Regions from separate parts of the Capsicum annuum genome. Here region 2 is linked to region 1. The links are chromatin contacts, called in public Hi-C maps. All regions are on one chromosome and are shown on one strand. The core of a region is the stretch at or near the end of the contact, and the rest is flanking DNA. Distances in the headings are between cores, read along the strand shown. Region 1 overlaps LOC107856697 (sodium/hydrogen exchanger 6). Region 2 holds the start of LOC107856698 (aspartic proteinase 36).

Evidence for each region. A called contact is a pair of places that touch in the nucleus more often than the background predicts.
Region 2: a contact with region 1 is called in a Hi-C map of leaf, with 2.9 times the contacts expected there. The contact joins the promoter of LOC107856698 here to the enhancer-like site in region 1. A contact is called at or near these places in 2 of 5 Hi-C or Micro-C datasets (bud and leaf).

The regions. Positions count from the first base shown.
Region 1 is chr12:127,194,258-127,197,997 of UCD10Xv1.1, forward strand. It overlaps LOC107856697 (sodium/hydrogen exchanger 6), which reads left to right. Exons shown (of 21, transcript XM_016701675.2): 19 at 663-746; 20 at 844-953; 21 at 1,425-1,915. The coding sequence ends at 1,428. Among protein-coding and RNA genes, the nearest start is that of LOC107856697, 21 kb to the left of the region's middle. Within about 2 kb of position 2,109, at least 2 of the 5 cell types and tissues checked have an H3K27ac peak or open chromatin away from gene starts, as enhancers often do. A contact at or near this core is called in leaf, where this site is marked.
Region 2 is chr12:127,355,731-127,359,470 of UCD10Xv1.1, forward strand. It overlaps LOC107856698 (aspartic proteinase 36), which reads left to right and starts at 1,588. Exons shown (of 10, transcript XM_016701676.2): 1 at 1,588-2,392; 2 at 3,735-3,740. The coding sequence starts at 2,169.

The sequences.
Region 1 (3,740 bases), core at 859-3,358:
TGACCTAATTATGACTTATTAGTGTAGCCAAAATTATCATCTTTCACGGATGTATAAATATCTGTGCAGTTCTTATGACCCTCATTCGCATACACTAAAGAAATCAAAAGTCATATACACTAAAAGTAAACGGAAGTCTTAACATTATGCACCGAAAGGCTTCTCAAAACCATCGCATTACACAGTTTATTAGAGAACTCAATGTTGGAAAAAAAAGAGAACTTTATCACGAAAAAGAAAACGTTGATCAGATTCAGAAGAAAGACTCAAACTGATGGTGACTAATGTCTCTGTTCTGCTGAAGCCATGCACTTTTACGTTTTCCGGAACTACTGGCCTTCATATAATTATCTCCTGAGATGCTAGTGAAACCCCAAAACATTATATTGCAAAAAGTGGGTTTGACAATTCACGTGGCATTCTACAATCATATAATGTTTCAGAGTAAGTTTGTCAATAGATGGTTTTTCCTGAGTTTGCACGTAGCTGAAACATTACTGCTTCTAAAAGTAGGAGATCTACAACGAACCATAGTGTTGCTTTGGAATATTCCATTTTGATTACCTTTACTCCTTTCTACCTACTCTTCCTCCATACTGGATAAATGATCTCTTCCAGAATATATGATATAATTTAATCAAACTCCGTCTGCAACTTTTCAGGTTTTGATTATTGGAGGATCAACAGGAACCATGCTAGAAGCCTTGGAAGTTGTGGGTGATGGTCAATCTGGCTCCTTGGGTGAAGTAAGTGCATTAGCCTAGCTATTTCCAAATTTTGTAATAAGTTAGAATGTGTTGTTCAGTGCACTAATTCTTTCTCCTGCTTTTTTTCCGACTTCAGAACTTTGAGGGGAACAATGGATATGTAGCTCCTTATAGTGATGAATCTTATGATGGTGAACCGTCATCAGGGAATAGGTTCAGGATGAAACTTAAGGAGTTCCACAAGAGGTAATGTTCTTTTGCTTGTGGCACAATGTAATTGTAGGGAGATTTTAGTTTTGGTGTTTTAGTGTTTTAGTGTCCTTTTTTGTTTTCCACCCGGTGTCCAGTACCCACGTTCTCCTCAAGTTACCAAGTCATCCCAGCTAACTAGCTAAGTGGGTAGATCACTGCCTCATCATTTCCCGTCTTTTAATGCATTTAATTGTTCTCTCCAGTACTACTTCATTCTCAGCATTGGACAAGAACTATCTCACTCCATTCTTTACTACTCAAGGTGGAGATGAAGATGAAGGTAAGCTGCACATCGTTTACGCTTTATAATGTTTTGGTAACTTGATGTGAGAATCGGACTGTTTCTGTCAACATCCTATTTAATCATTCACCTACATTGGTTCTTGTGCTCATCATCTTGTCTAATCATGTATCGGTTACCAACTCGATAAGCTCATGCATGACACAATTTTTCCTGGTACACAGATGAGCCAATAATGCACAACTCCAGAAAAGGCGGTTATGATGGTTGCAACTGACTTTTCAAATAGCACAATCAAATTCAAGATGACAAGATTAGTACAAATCACATTTTGCTGCAAAGACGAAATCAACTTCAAGTATACTCTGTGGACACAATGAGTGGCTTGTTGGTTGTAAGCATGCATCAATTATGACAAAAAGTTTAGATTCTTTATGGGTACAAAGAATAACGGGTGGCAATTCAGTATAGGAAGTTTAGGATTTAGCATACCTAGCAAAGCAAAATCATCTGATATCCCTTGTATATGAATGTTCAAGCCAGGATTAGGGACGAAAACAGATCTCCGAGTGGTTACTATATGCTGAAATGGCGATACTATTCACTGATCTTTAACTTTTACGAATTAGTGTAAGTAATTGCAAAGCCAGGATTAAGGACAGAAACAGAACTCTGAGTGGCTTCTATCTGCTGAAATGGCGATACTATTTGCTGATCTTCGACTCTTACGAATTAGTGTAAAGTGATTGCATATTCCACTAAGCTAGTAGTGTGTTGCTTCGTGCAGCTTATCAGCTTCATTTTAACAGGCAGTGTAGATCATTACTGCCATGAGGAAACATTCAACCATTTTTGGTTGTTCCTAATTTGGTTCTCAACGTTAAGTTGCCAATTTATTTGGGATCTAAACTAGTATGAATGATTCACTAGCTTGTTGGTTTGGCTATTCTTTTCCTTGCAAAGGAGTTTGTTAGTTATTCGAGCATTTAGTATTAGTGATTAGTGATTTTGGATATGCAATGAGCGTATGACGCATGTAGAACAGTAGAGACCAAGTGGTACATAGATTGATTTGGTTTGATTTTTTTTTTTATAGAGAGAATATATAAATATGACTTTAAAATTGACATCAAAGTTATTTGATAACTTTGATCTTAAATTTTGATGGTGCATAAATAGAACTTTTAATTATTCAAAATCTGAACAAATATGACCTCCGATTTTGCAACCCCATGCGTGAGTTTCACGCGCGCTTACGTGGAAAGGTAATTCAATCATACGGTGCCATGTTTTTAAAAGGGTTGACTTGGAGGGAGGTCATCTTTGTGCAGTTTTGAATAGTTAAAGGTCTTATTTGTGCACTGTCAAAGTTTTACTTTGTGTTAAAACGGCGTCGTTTATAATTCTTCTTCTTCTTATTATTTTATTTATTTTTATAGGAACACCACCTAGTTTTTTTAATTAAAAAATCGAACCCACGTAGTAGGCTGAAGGAAGCGCCCAAGAAGAGCAAATAACACCATTAGGCTATCTAAGTGCCTTGTTTTATGTGGTTCAACATTAATATACGTACATAAATATAGATTTTCTACCTTATATATATAACGTAATTTTTTACTGATGGAGTTCGGGTGAACCCCATGGCAACCACGTAGGTCCGTCCTTGCATTAATTTAATAGCGTTTTAACAATATTAATTTAATAACATTTTTAATAACGTTAATTTAATATACTATTACTATTCTTAATAACGTTTTATTAAAACTATAATTTTTTTTTATTATTAGTATAGTTTTATCTTTAATTTAATATTTAAATAAATTATATTTAGATATATTATATAACTTAAATTCTCCCTCTGCTTTATAATATATATACATACCCACGTGGTTTTTTCATATGAGGCTGACCCATATAATTAATAAATCTTCAATATTGCTCTTTTTTCACAATGACAAAAGAAATTAGATGTCATTTTCATCTTTGAGCCGAAAATAATGAAAAAATAATCGTGAAAAGTCATATTTGTGCAGTTTTGAATAGTTAATGGTCATATTTGTGCATTGTCAAAGTTTAAGGTCATATTTATGTGTTATGCCCTTAGATTTTAAGCTGGACGCGCCCAGTTTTGCGTGTTGAGCACGCGTTTTGCCACGTAGGATCTAAAGTCATATTTGTGCAATTTTGAATAGTTAAAGGTCATATTTGTGCACTATAAAAGTTTAAGGTCAAAGTTATAATTGATGTCAATTTTAGAGTCATATTTATGTATTATCTCTTTTTTAATAAATCAGATCAATTATGTTGGGTTTTTTAAATCTTGGTTATCTCAGCTTGGTTTGTTTTTGTCTTTTGGGAAAAGTCTCCACAACACAAGACGCTTAACTAACATTTTCAAATATTTCTTTTGTACTAGTAAGATACAGTTATTTCAAGGGACTCATGGAGACGATAGAAATAAGTCATGGCACTTAACAAAAATCTAGTGCGACCAACAACAAAGATAATGAGATCTTTTAGAACAAGTATATATATACTAT
Region 2 (3,740 bases), core at 338-2,837, 160 kb after region 1:
CACCTTGATCCACTATAACTATTGCAATTCTGGATATCATCTTGTTTTTGTACAACGGAACATCGAAATTCACCTTCAGATTATCAAACAATGATTAATGAGAGTATTCTACCACAATATTCATATTAATTGGTGCATAGTCTTAGATCTTGAGAAATAATTTAAAGAAAAAGTAATTAATTTTGAAAGTATACAGAAAAAATAATTTTATTTTTTTCATATGTTAAAAATGACAAATAAAAAATTATTTTTGAAATAGTGAGACAACTAAAAGTGAAGCATCAAGTACTAACATCACATAGATAATTATAATTAAGTACTTGGTAATCATGAAACTTGTCAACTAAAACATAAAATGGATAAGTTATTTAAAATAAATAAATCATTTAGAAATGGTAGAAAGTAAAAAGTAAAACAAGAAAAAGCTTGCAAAAATTAAAGCACTAAGGTGAAGAGCATGGGAATGTGCATCACAGAGAAGTGACGGAAAGAGAATAGAGAATGTAACACTCTGTTTCGATGATAGAAATCATGTACAGTACTATATGGTATGATATTGTACTGTACAGTATAACACAATATCATATTTGAATATACTGTATCGTTCATTATTGTTTAATAATAGTTTTACTGTTTAGTTTGACAGTATAGTACTGTATCGTAAGTGATAAGTTTTCTAAAATATCCTTAATTGTTATAAATGTTAAATTTATCAATAATTGTTAGTAAAATAATTTTCTTCCTACTAATTTGTCATAAATTATGTCATGTAGATATATTAAGTTGTTAAATTCATGTAAATTCTAACAAAGTCAATAAAAAAGTAGATCAAAATAAATATAATCGGATTAATTTTTTATAATAAAAATTTCATCTATTTTTAGTGTTTTGAGACGTGACACCAAAGACAATTATAAAGTTTGAATGCATCTTTCGTGTATGCTACGGGTATGTTCGGTATTGAATTCAAAATTCTTTTTTCTAGGAAAGTAAATTGTTTCTTATTTATTTTCTTGTGTTCGTTACGCAAGTAGGAACATATTTTTTAAAATCATTTATATATATTTAACACAAAATATTAAAAATGAATATGACAAAGGAGATGGGGCAAGAGAATTTTTTTTCTTTTAATATTTGGGGTGGAGATAGTGGAGTAGGAGCTCGGCATAGGGACCCTGATAAGAATTTTTTTTTTTAATTTTTTGTAAGAAAAATATTTTTTTTGGTTTGAGGTGGGGGGTTATTATTATTTTTTTGTGGGTGGGGGCAAGAGGGAGCTGGTAGAGGTGGGTGGTGTAAGAATTTTTTTTTTTAAAAATTTTAAAAATAAAAAAGAAATTGGTGAGGGAGGGGGGCTAATGGGTAAATTGGGGCTGGGAGTGGGGGTAAGAAAAAGTTTTTAAATTTAAGAAAAAAATCAAATTTTTAAAAGAAATTAGGGTGAGGTCGGGACTGGTGGGGTGAAGGGCGATGTAAAAAGTGGAGTTAAATAATTTAAGATAAAGACTAATATAGAATTATATAATATTAGTAAGCACATAATTAAAAAAAAAAAAAGGCAAACCATGAGATACACCAAATTGGTGATTTCATTTTTATCATTATCAAATCATAAAACTACACCATAAACAATCAAAATAAACATAATTTTGTTAATAACCGTACCATGTCACACCAGGGAACCACCATCCAAACACACTGCAATGACAAGTACAAGGACAACCATGTACGACACCACTACATCATCATTAAGCTTTCTCTTTTTCCTTTTCCTTTTCCTTTTCCAGTAGTAGCCAATTTCTCCTCTAGATAACTATACTATATACTATTCATCTAATTTCCAAGAAAATTCTCAAGATAACTGTACATAATACATATATACAAATAATACAAAGTCCATTTACTAAATTTGAAGAATTGTACTTTGTTTTCTTCCCTTTGGGTTTATCACAACCGACTGAAGAAAAAAGGAAGATAATTCCTTGCTTTTCATCTTCACATCAAGATCCATTCATTCATTACGTAACACATACATCCATCCCCATAACCCATCTCTCGGTATATTTACATAGTACAATATAAACTTGTTTTGTATATGTACAAGGATATAGGGGAGGAAAAAGATTGAACTTTGGGAAGTGGGTGTTTTGTGTTTGTATGTTTTGATAATGGATCTAAGGAGAAAAGGGTGTTTGATATTGTTATTGGTTTCAGTTTTGGAGGTGGCAGTGAAGGGAAATAACAATGTAGTGTTTAATGTGAAGCATAGATATGGTGGGCGTGGAGGGTCAATCTTGAATGAACTCAGAGCCCATGATAGTCACCGCCATGGTAGAATGCTTGCTGCCGTTGACTTCCCATTGGGTGGCAATGGCCAACCCACTGATGCAGCGTTAGTTCCCCCCTTTCTCTCTCTTATTCTACTTGTTTCTAGTCATTCTTGTGTTGTCTTGGAATTATGTATTTCGGGGAATTATGTTTTTTTATGTACAAATGATGAACTTGGTTGACTTATATGCTGCTTAAATGTTTTTTTCAGAATGATTAAGTTTCCTTTTAGGAATGGTATTGTGTTTTAGTGATTAAAACTTGTTTTGGCTTATTTACCCTTTCGTCTTGAAGAGGCAAAACAAATAGAGTTGTTAGCTTTTCACTTGTTAGTGCTTAAGTGAGATGGAGGAATGTTATGTTCTTATAGAGAATTTTGTATTTAGGTGGGTTTCCTTTTTCTTATTTAGTTCTACAAACGAATGAGCTCGGTTGACTTATGCGGTCTGCTCTATATGCAACCTGAATTTTCCTTTTTGGAATGATATTCTGTTTTAGTGATTAAATTTTATGTTGGCTTATTACCCATTTCATTCGTGAGGAGGGAAAACAAAGAGTTATTAGCTTTTCACTTGTTAATATTTCTGCTCTGGGTATAAACTTAAGTGAGATGGAGGAATGTTCTTATGGAGAAACTTATCAGATTATGTTTGGTATGAACGAAAATGTTTTCTTGGAAAACAAGTTAGTTTCTTACTTATTTTCTAGTTTTGGTAAGTAAACGAAGAAACTGTTATCTCAAGAACATTTATATGTAATCTAGCAAAAATCTGTAGAGGTGGGAGGGGATGGGTTGTGTGGCCTTGGGGTGGGATCATCAATGAGTAGGTGTTGGGGGCATTGGGTGGGGAAGTGGATATGATAAAAACATAGAATATCACTTATAGGACTTGTTTTCTCTATTTTCATTAAGGAATTCATTTTCCTCATTTGGAAGAGGAGCCTTGGAGTAACTGGTGAAGTTGCTGCCATGTGACAAGGAGGTCATGGGTTCAAGCCTTGAAAACAGCCTCGGGCAAAAATACATGGTAAGACTGCATACAATACATCCTTGTGGTGGGGCCTTTTCCCGGACTCTGCGCATAGCGGGAGCTTTACTGCACCGGACTGCCATTTTTTTTGTTTTCCTAGAGAAAATGTTCTCCAAAAATTTTGTCCAACCAAACATTGGAAAATAAGAAAACATTTTCTGGAAAATGTCTTCTTCCATACCAAACACATCCTCTATTTTCTCGATTCTAATTTATATTTGGAGAAAGATGCGCTCTATCAAATTGTCTCGTCCAATAATTAAAAAAAAAAAGGTGTGCATATGCAAGAGGCAGTGGTGGCATTGCGTAATTCATGTATGCACATTCTTTCTTGTGAATTTGTGGTCATGTTTTCTTCAAAAATAAATCATGCAGGCTCTA